Regions from separate parts of the Xenopus laevis genome. Here region 2 is linked to region 1. The links are chromatin contacts, called in public Hi-C maps. All regions are on one chromosome and are shown on one strand. The core of a region is the stretch at or near the end of the contact, and the rest is flanking DNA. Distances in the headings are between cores, read along the strand shown.

The links. A called contact is a pair of places that touch in the nucleus more often than the background predicts.
Region 2: a Hi-C map of the XL177 cell line shows a contact between it and region 1, with 4 times the contacts expected there. The contact joins two enhancer-like sites. A contact is called at or near these places in 2 of 4 Hi-C or Micro-C datasets (the XL177 cell line and the XTC cell line).

Annotation. Positions count from the first base shown.
Region 1 is chr4L:136,637,586-136,641,302 of Xenopus_laevis_v10.1, forward strand. It overlaps ip6k2.L (inositol hexaphosphate kinase 2 L homeolog), which reads right to left. Exons shown (of 2, transcript NM_001086408.1): 2 at 1-1,532. The coding sequence starts at 1,458. The coding sequence ends at 1,186. Among protein-coding and RNA genes, the nearest start is that of ip6k2.L, 22 kb to the right of the region's middle. Within about 2 kb of position 1,821, at least 3 of the 7 cell types and tissues checked have an H3K27ac peak or open chromatin away from gene starts, as enhancers often do.
Region 2 is chr4L:136,792,933-136,797,091 of Xenopus_laevis_v10.1, forward strand. No RefSeq gene overlaps it. Among protein-coding and RNA genes, the nearest start is that of prkar2a.L, 66 kb to the right of the region's middle. Within about 2 kb of position 1,344, at least 1 of the 7 cell types and tissues checked has an H3K27ac peak or open chromatin away from gene starts, as enhancers often do.

The DNA of each region.
Region 1 (3,717 bases), core at 571-3,070:
TTATTTTCAGAGTCAACATGATTACTTAGGTTTTATTTAAAGCAAATGACTTGTTTTCTGAGTTGCAGCAGGGCAGTTTGAAAAAATAAATAAATAAAAAACCCACAAGATACAAAGTAAACTGCATTTTGTTGAAACCATGGAAGCACCTTCTGCTCATCAGTCTCTAAAGAACTGACTTTTTCTAAAAGTCTTTGAAACATCTGAATCATTCAAGTTTTATCCATGAGTGCCCCAAAAATGTCCTTTAAGTCTCTCTGCTTTCTAGAGTCTGCATGCGTTCTTGCTGCTCATGTCCCTCAGGACTGCTGGGAGAGAGGTGCAGGACCCTGGACTTACAGTAGCTGGGAAGGTTTTGCAGAAGCTCAGACCACTGCTTCCAAGCACAAAAAGGAATGGCTACAAGGATAGAGGGTTAAAGCCATCTAGCAAACAGCCTGTCAATATATCACAGTTAATTCTGTGTAAATAGACCACCCTTCACCATACTAAAAACAAAATAGTGGAAAGAAGCAGAGACGATAAGACAACAGTCATAAATGCTGGTTCCCAACCTTTCAAAGAACATTTAAATGTGTTGTTATATACCATTAACACATTTGTGTTTCTTTTGTTAAATGAAGGACCTCATACAGTCCATATATATGAGAAATATGGAAAGAGGAAAATGAGAAAAAGAATGAATATACTGAAAAGAATATTCAACGTTATCCAGAAAGTATCACAAAAGCAGATAATTTCAAGAGTTGCAACTAACGGCATCCGAGTCTAATTACTTACTACAGGATGCAAACAGAATGGGTTATTTATCCCTGTCATCCTTTTCCTCTTCAGTATTAGGCTTAGGCCATTTCATTCTAAGCAGGAACATTAAAATATAAATGGGAGAATTGTAATCAGCTTTCAAAGAGTGAAGGCAGAAGAAAATGATAGCACAGAGGAAAGAAAGATTCAGATGATCATTTATTTCTAAGAGCTGGTCTGAACAAGTTCCACTTACCTACTGGGAGACTATGGGAGACTTAAGGCCCCAAGCACAGCTTGTCTAAACTGTAATGCTTTTAGTCAGCCAAGAGACCCAATGGTAAGCATCGCCAACTCACGCATCAAAGCCTGTCCCTGACAACATTGAAATATGTGAAAAAGAACAAAAAAATTCCCCAAAGGCTTCTGCAGAGAAGCGTTTTAGGGAGAACAGAGGATACCAGAAACAGTTGAAATAAACGTGGCTTCCATAGAAAGAAGGGAAAACGTACCTTTATACTGTGGTGTAAACTTCCTGATCTCTGCAGGGAGTGTTTCATAGAACAGATGCTCCCTTTGAATCAATGGCTTACAGATTGTTTTGTCATTAAAGCGAAGGACGCACGAATGTCCCCCGACCTGGTGTAAAAAAGGCTCGAGCAGGACTCCCTTTGCGTAGTGCTCCACTTCCATGGCTCCGAAGGCAGGGCTCATCGTTACTGCACATTAGAGAGAGCAAAGGGTCTGGGTGGAGCTTCTCTGGTCTGTCCTTTACAGTAGCTTATTCCCTGTTTGAAACAAATGCAAAAAAAAAAAAATCCTTTGGTTTTAGAAAGTGCAGTCCTCAGTGCATAAAAACACAATATAAAGGCTTCATGGTTTTGAGAGTGAGAATCCACAGTGCGCGTCCTCTGCCAGCAAATCCTCTAATGAGCTTTCAGGCTCCCAGCACCGAGACAAATAGAGTGATGTCACGCAGGAGAAGGAAAACAATCTCATTTGCTCCTCCTGCCAGACATTCCGGCCAATCCTAAATGTCTCTGCAAGGATGGGCGGGACCCTGAAAAGGAGCAGGACAGACAAAAGAAGGTGGAGGCGCTGCTGTTCTCAGCTGTTTTTGTCATTCAGAAGAGCACACAGGGTTCTCATAGGCACAAGGGCCGATTTATACGGAGAATCTGCATCATTATACACAAAGACCACTACATGAGACATCAGCAAGGCAGCTGCAACCCAAGTAAAAAAATCCCAAATATGAATTAAACAGATGCCCTGTGATTTTTAGCAGCCACTCGATTAATAATATAACTGATGTCTTAAACTAGAGCGGACAATCAGGGTATTCGTTATCATAAGGCTGAACACCAACATATAAGAAGGTATGAATTTTGCACAAGAGCATCCCATCCCCCGCCCCCATATTATGTGAATATAAAAAATATAATGAATTACAGGCTAAATACTTAATCGGGTTGTTGCTGGAGGGGATAACAAACAAAAGGGTTGTTTGAATCACTTTATGGCGCTAATAAAACCCAATATCCCTTTCCTTATGGTTTTCAATATGCTGTTATTTGACTGTTTCTAGGGAATAGCACAAACACAAGCGATGGATTTATAACATTCACCAGTAGGGGGACCCGTCGGCTGCTTTAAACAAGAACTAATATGCCTTTGTTTATCTGCTGACCTACACTGATTAACTCTTTCGTGACCAGATATGAGTTGTGCTAAGTATTATACTAAAAGCTCCCATCGCTTTATGGACTATTGAAAACACAAGGGAGAAACAGAGGGGGTGCAAGGTAAGCCAGTAATGTAATAAGCACAATGCCAAGGATTTAAAGGGGTTGTTCGCCTTTAAATGAACTTTTAGTATGATGTAAATAGTGATATTCTGAGACAATTTTCAATTGGTTTTAACTCTTTATTATTTGTGGTCTTTCAGTTATTCAGCTTTTTATTCAGCAGCTCTGCAATTTCAGCAATTTTGGTTGCTAGGGTCTGGAATATAAATAGGAGAAGGTCTGAATAGAAAGAGAAGTAGCAATAACATTAAATGTGTAGCCTTACAGAGCATTTGCTTTTAGGTGGAGTCAGTGACCCCCATTTGAAAGCTGGACAGTTAGAAGAAGAAGGCAAATCATTTCAAAACTATAAAAAAATAAATAATGACAGCCAATTGAAAAGTTGCTTAGAATTAGCCATTCTATAACATACTAAAAGTTAATTTAAAGGTGAACCACCTCTTTAACGTTCCTTTGCTGTACAAATATTAGAAATGAGGCACAATTCTGAGGGGTTAACCTAGTGCAGGGCGTCCTTACAGGTTCCCATACAAAATTTCATCCTAATTTAGGCACAATTTAAACAAGGTTTAGGTTGCTAATCTGACTCCAAGATTATATTTAGGTGCCCTGAGAAAAAGGTGAAGGAGCAGCGATTTAGTAACTGATCAGACGATACTGGGACCTAAATAGATACTGAACTATTTCTCATACACCAGACTTCTCCTTAAAATCCACTGTAAAGTATCAGAGTTATAATACACAAAAGCCATGAATATCTTGTAAATTATATCCTTATAAACAGTGAGTACTGATAAACGATGAGTAGTGATGTCATCAGTTAGAAACGGTGAGTAGTGATGTCATTTCTGTCACAGGACAAACTTGTGTATTATAATAAATAAAGTACCCCCTGTTGCAAAATATATGGATATTAGAAGTCACTTCGGAGTTCCATGGCCTTCAGCCGCGTGTTTTTATATGGTCATGAAACTCCTCGGTAACTTATAATATAACTTATAATATCCTTATATTTTACAAGAGGGGGTACTTTATTCACTGTATAATCTATAGACACACTCTAAACCACTGGCTCAACATGTTACTCTGCAACCCCTTGGATGTTGCTCCCAGTGGCCTCAAAGCAGGTGCTTATTTTTGAATTTCTGGTTTGAAGTAAAGCTTT
Region 2 (4,159 bases), core at 94-2,593, 150 kb after region 1:
ATGGCCAGTTCCCACTTTAGCCTGGGTTATCAGCGTTAAGTGTAATTTCTAATCTGTCATTCACAAGATGGGGGCATGGCAATTGAGCAGAACCTATGACTTCAGAGATTCAAGCCATTCATGCAATGGGCTGTTGAATTTAGCCAATGTATGTGATGATGGAATGGATAACTATACAGATTCCGAAAAGGATAAATCAGTAGAGTTGGGGGTTGTATCTGTCACTGCACTTTGTACACTAAACTTGAATTTGTTCCCTTTGGATCCCTTGTGTCGTACTAAACAATATTGTGGTTTTCATGGTCCCTGCAATAAATGGGTCCCTACAAATGACTGGGCCCAAAAATTTTAAAACCCAAAGCATTATTTTGAGTTTGAAGCCTAAAACCATATCACAATTTAATAATTGTTAACAAATATTATTTTGCAGAATAAGTTTTGCATTGCTGGAATTAAAACTGGCAGTGTTTGTTTTTCTTTCCCTTTCTTTTCTCCCTTTTCACGCGGGAGCCTCTGAGGACAGTGAATAATTGCAGTGAGTGTGCCTGGCAGCCGGCCCGCAAGAACTTGTTGTTCTCCAAACTCAGTCTCTTGTGTTTGGGAAAATGTTTCCATAGCTGGGACTGATGTGCGCCCAATTCTCTCTATCCAGAGATGTTTATCTGATAGGGAGCTGAAAGCAGCACCAGGAAACGACTTACAGGATATGCTCACAACTTTCCCCTTTTTTTCTTGCAAATGTCTTTTAATTTGTACAAATTAATCTAAAGAAAATTAGGGACGGACTGTTTAATATAAATAGTGTATTCCTTTTAACAGAGAATCCTGCAGTCCCCCCCGGCTGCTGTTAAATTAGAACCCCCCAGTATCCCTGTATAGGGAAATCAGGCTAGTGAAAAAACTTGCCCACTGTTTTTAAGAGTTTTTAAGGTAAAAAGAGCAAGAATTTATGGTAAAGACACAGCAGCACCTCCAAGTGGGGAGAGATGAGATTTTATAGTGCTGCACATACATAAATATAATGCATCAAAAAAATGTCCCTAAACTGCTAAATGAATATACTTCTATACAGTTATGGCATAATATTATAGTGTATAGCTAGCACTTAACTCCTGCTTGTCCCAGTATAGACAGGAGAGTGTTGAATGGCAAAACCTCAAGGGGATAAGGCTTTGCAAAATGTGGCCATGGATTGAGTGGATCATAGCAATGTCTGGGTACGATAATTGTCCAAAAAGTGGGGACAGGGTTGGACTGGGGTGTCTGGGGCTCATCTGGGCTGATTTGAAGGTCCCTCCTCCTGGGGTCCCTCTCCCCCTCATGTTCAGCACTGCCCCCCACCTTATACCTCCATCTCCTGAACTTTCTGCCTGTCATCAGAGAGAGGGGATGTTCCTGGCAGGGGAGCAGGTCTGAGTCCGAGCAATGGAGCAGGCCTGAGTTAGTGAGGCCCATGAAGGACGGGGCCCATCAGGTTTTTTTCTGGTTGTCACACCATCTCCATCTATCCCTACAGGGAAATGTGCTGGATTTTATGGGGCGTGCATAATAACATCAAACCTCTTACACTCTAGGACAGGGGTGCCCAAAAGGTAGATCGGGATCTCCCAGTAGACCTTTAGCTGGTGATCAGTAGATCTCAAGACACTGTCAACAAACAGCTTGTCTAAATCACCCTCCTGTCATGATTTTCATTTAGATACTTATTACATTAATGTTACATAAGAAATAGTTGTTTGTTAAATATAGCAATATATACAGTATTTTCTCATAAATCAACATTTAAGTAATATTTTCCATGGAACAGAATGCAAACACTGCTTTCATGGATGTAGATCATATAGGGACAACATCACTAAAAGTAGACCTCGCATCAGTGAAGTATGGGCACTCCTGCTCTAGTACAACTCACCATGTATTATATTTTATTATTATAGTATTGATTATTAGCATATACTATCTATAGCTGTGACATGCTATAAACGTATACAGTATTTGCATGGTATGTTACCCAGTGACTTATTCTTTTCAAAGGTGCTGAACAAATGGTCAGTGGGTGATCTCCCTTCGCTGGTTGGTACCAAGGATATGGCTGCTATGTGGTGGGAAACTGGTTAGACATACTGCACACCCCGCTATAGCCACCTCCTAGTCATTTCCAAAAATTCTGCATTCTGGCTTGGCATTCTGTTGAAGTACAGAGCTTCCTTGCACACAGAGCACTGCATCAGCACAAAGCACAGGGTGCAAAGTGCTGCAATTACTGAGCCCTGAGTTCCCACATTCACCCACTAGTGCGTCCATTAAGGTCCATACTCATATATCATGCAAGATTGCAGGACCAGTTTCACACTGGGAGGGTTTCCAGGAGACGAAATACTTGGGCGATTTCACCCAAGTGTAACGGCAGCATGCACCTCTCTTGCTGGGGATGTCCCATCTCCAAAGCCGACAGTAGGCTTTGGAGATGGGCTACTGGTTGGCCAACAACCAATTTAAGTCCATAATGTACAGGTTACATAGTTACACAGTTAAATTGGGTTGAAAAAAGACAAAGTCCATCAAGTTCAACCCCTCCAAATGAAAACCCAGCATCCATACATGCACCCCTCCCTACTTTTACATAAATTCTATATACCCATATCTATACTAACTATAGAGTTTAGTATCACAATAGCCTTTGATATTATGTCTGTCCAAAAAAATCATCCAAGTCATTCTTATAGTCATTAACTGAATCAGCATCACAACATCACCCGGCAGTGCATTCCACAACCTCACTGTCCTGACTGTGAAGAACCCCCTACGTTGCTTCAAATGAAAGTTCTTTTCTTCCAGTCTAAAGGGGAGGCCTCTGGTACGGTGATCCACTTTATGGGTAAAAAGGTCCCCTGCTATTTGTCTATAATGTCCTCTAATGTACTTGTAAAGTGTAATCATGTCCCCTCGCAAACGCCTTTTTTCCAGAGAAAACAACCCCAACCTTGACAGTCTACCCTCATAATTTAAGTCTTCCCTCCCTCTAACCAGTTTAGTTGCACTTAGTCTCTGCACTCTCTCCAGCTCATTTATATCCCTCTTAAGGACTGGAGTCCAAAACTGCACTGCATACTCCAGATGAGGCCTCACCAAGGACCTATAAAGAGGCAGAATTATGTTTTCATCCCTTGAGTTAATGCCCTTTTTTATGCAAGACAGAACTTTATTTGCTTTAGTAGCCACAGAATGACACCGCCCAGAATTAGACAACGTGTTATCTACAAAGACCCCAAGATCCTTCTCATTTAAGGAAACTCCCAACACACTGCCATTTAGTGTATAACTTGCATTTATATTATTTTTGCCAAAGTGCATAACCTGCATTTATCAACACTGAACCTCATTTTCCAGTTTGCTGCCCAGTAGCAGGGGTTAGATGAGCTCCCAAGCAACTGTCCCGTTTGAAGGACATTGTCAGGTTTTGTTAACACCCCCTTCAGTATTTCATTGCCCTAAGGAATTTGCTGTAGGCTAAATTCTTGTTTCCTCATCTCAGTTTGCTACTTACCCTACATCTCTGATGCCCACCTCAACCCCATATTCAGAGAGAGGAATATTGCCCCCACCCAACAGCCAAAGACTGGAATTAGGGCCACGCTGATCCCACGCACTGGCAACAGTGACTCGGTATTACACAAGGTTTCCAGCAGGAACTCAATGTTTGAATTTAATGATTGAGTACAAGTACACTAGTAAGAGCTTTTCCCTCAGGGACACAAGTCTTAAGAATCCATTGTTTGAATACTTCCAGAACTGGGACTAACTGCTCCTAGCAACACTCTGAAACTGAGCCTGCAGTCACAGGAGCCTTTGAAGATCCAACTCATTTGGCTGGCATTTTCCACTGTGAAATGATGAAATCCCAAACTGGTGGTTTTTTTTTTTAATGCGTGAGCCAATGATTGCTATAATTAAAGTCCTCAGTTTCCTGTAAAAAATAAGAGAACAATAAAGACAAACAATGGCACAGACACAATACAAAAGGGTTTCGTGCGAGGGGCCCATTAGTCCTATGCGCTACTTTGTTTTGCTCAACCTTTCCCAAAAGCAAACTTGGTATCTATTATCTTTGCCTTCAACTAAAGATATGCAGGAATGTCTCTTACTGACGCTCGTACTT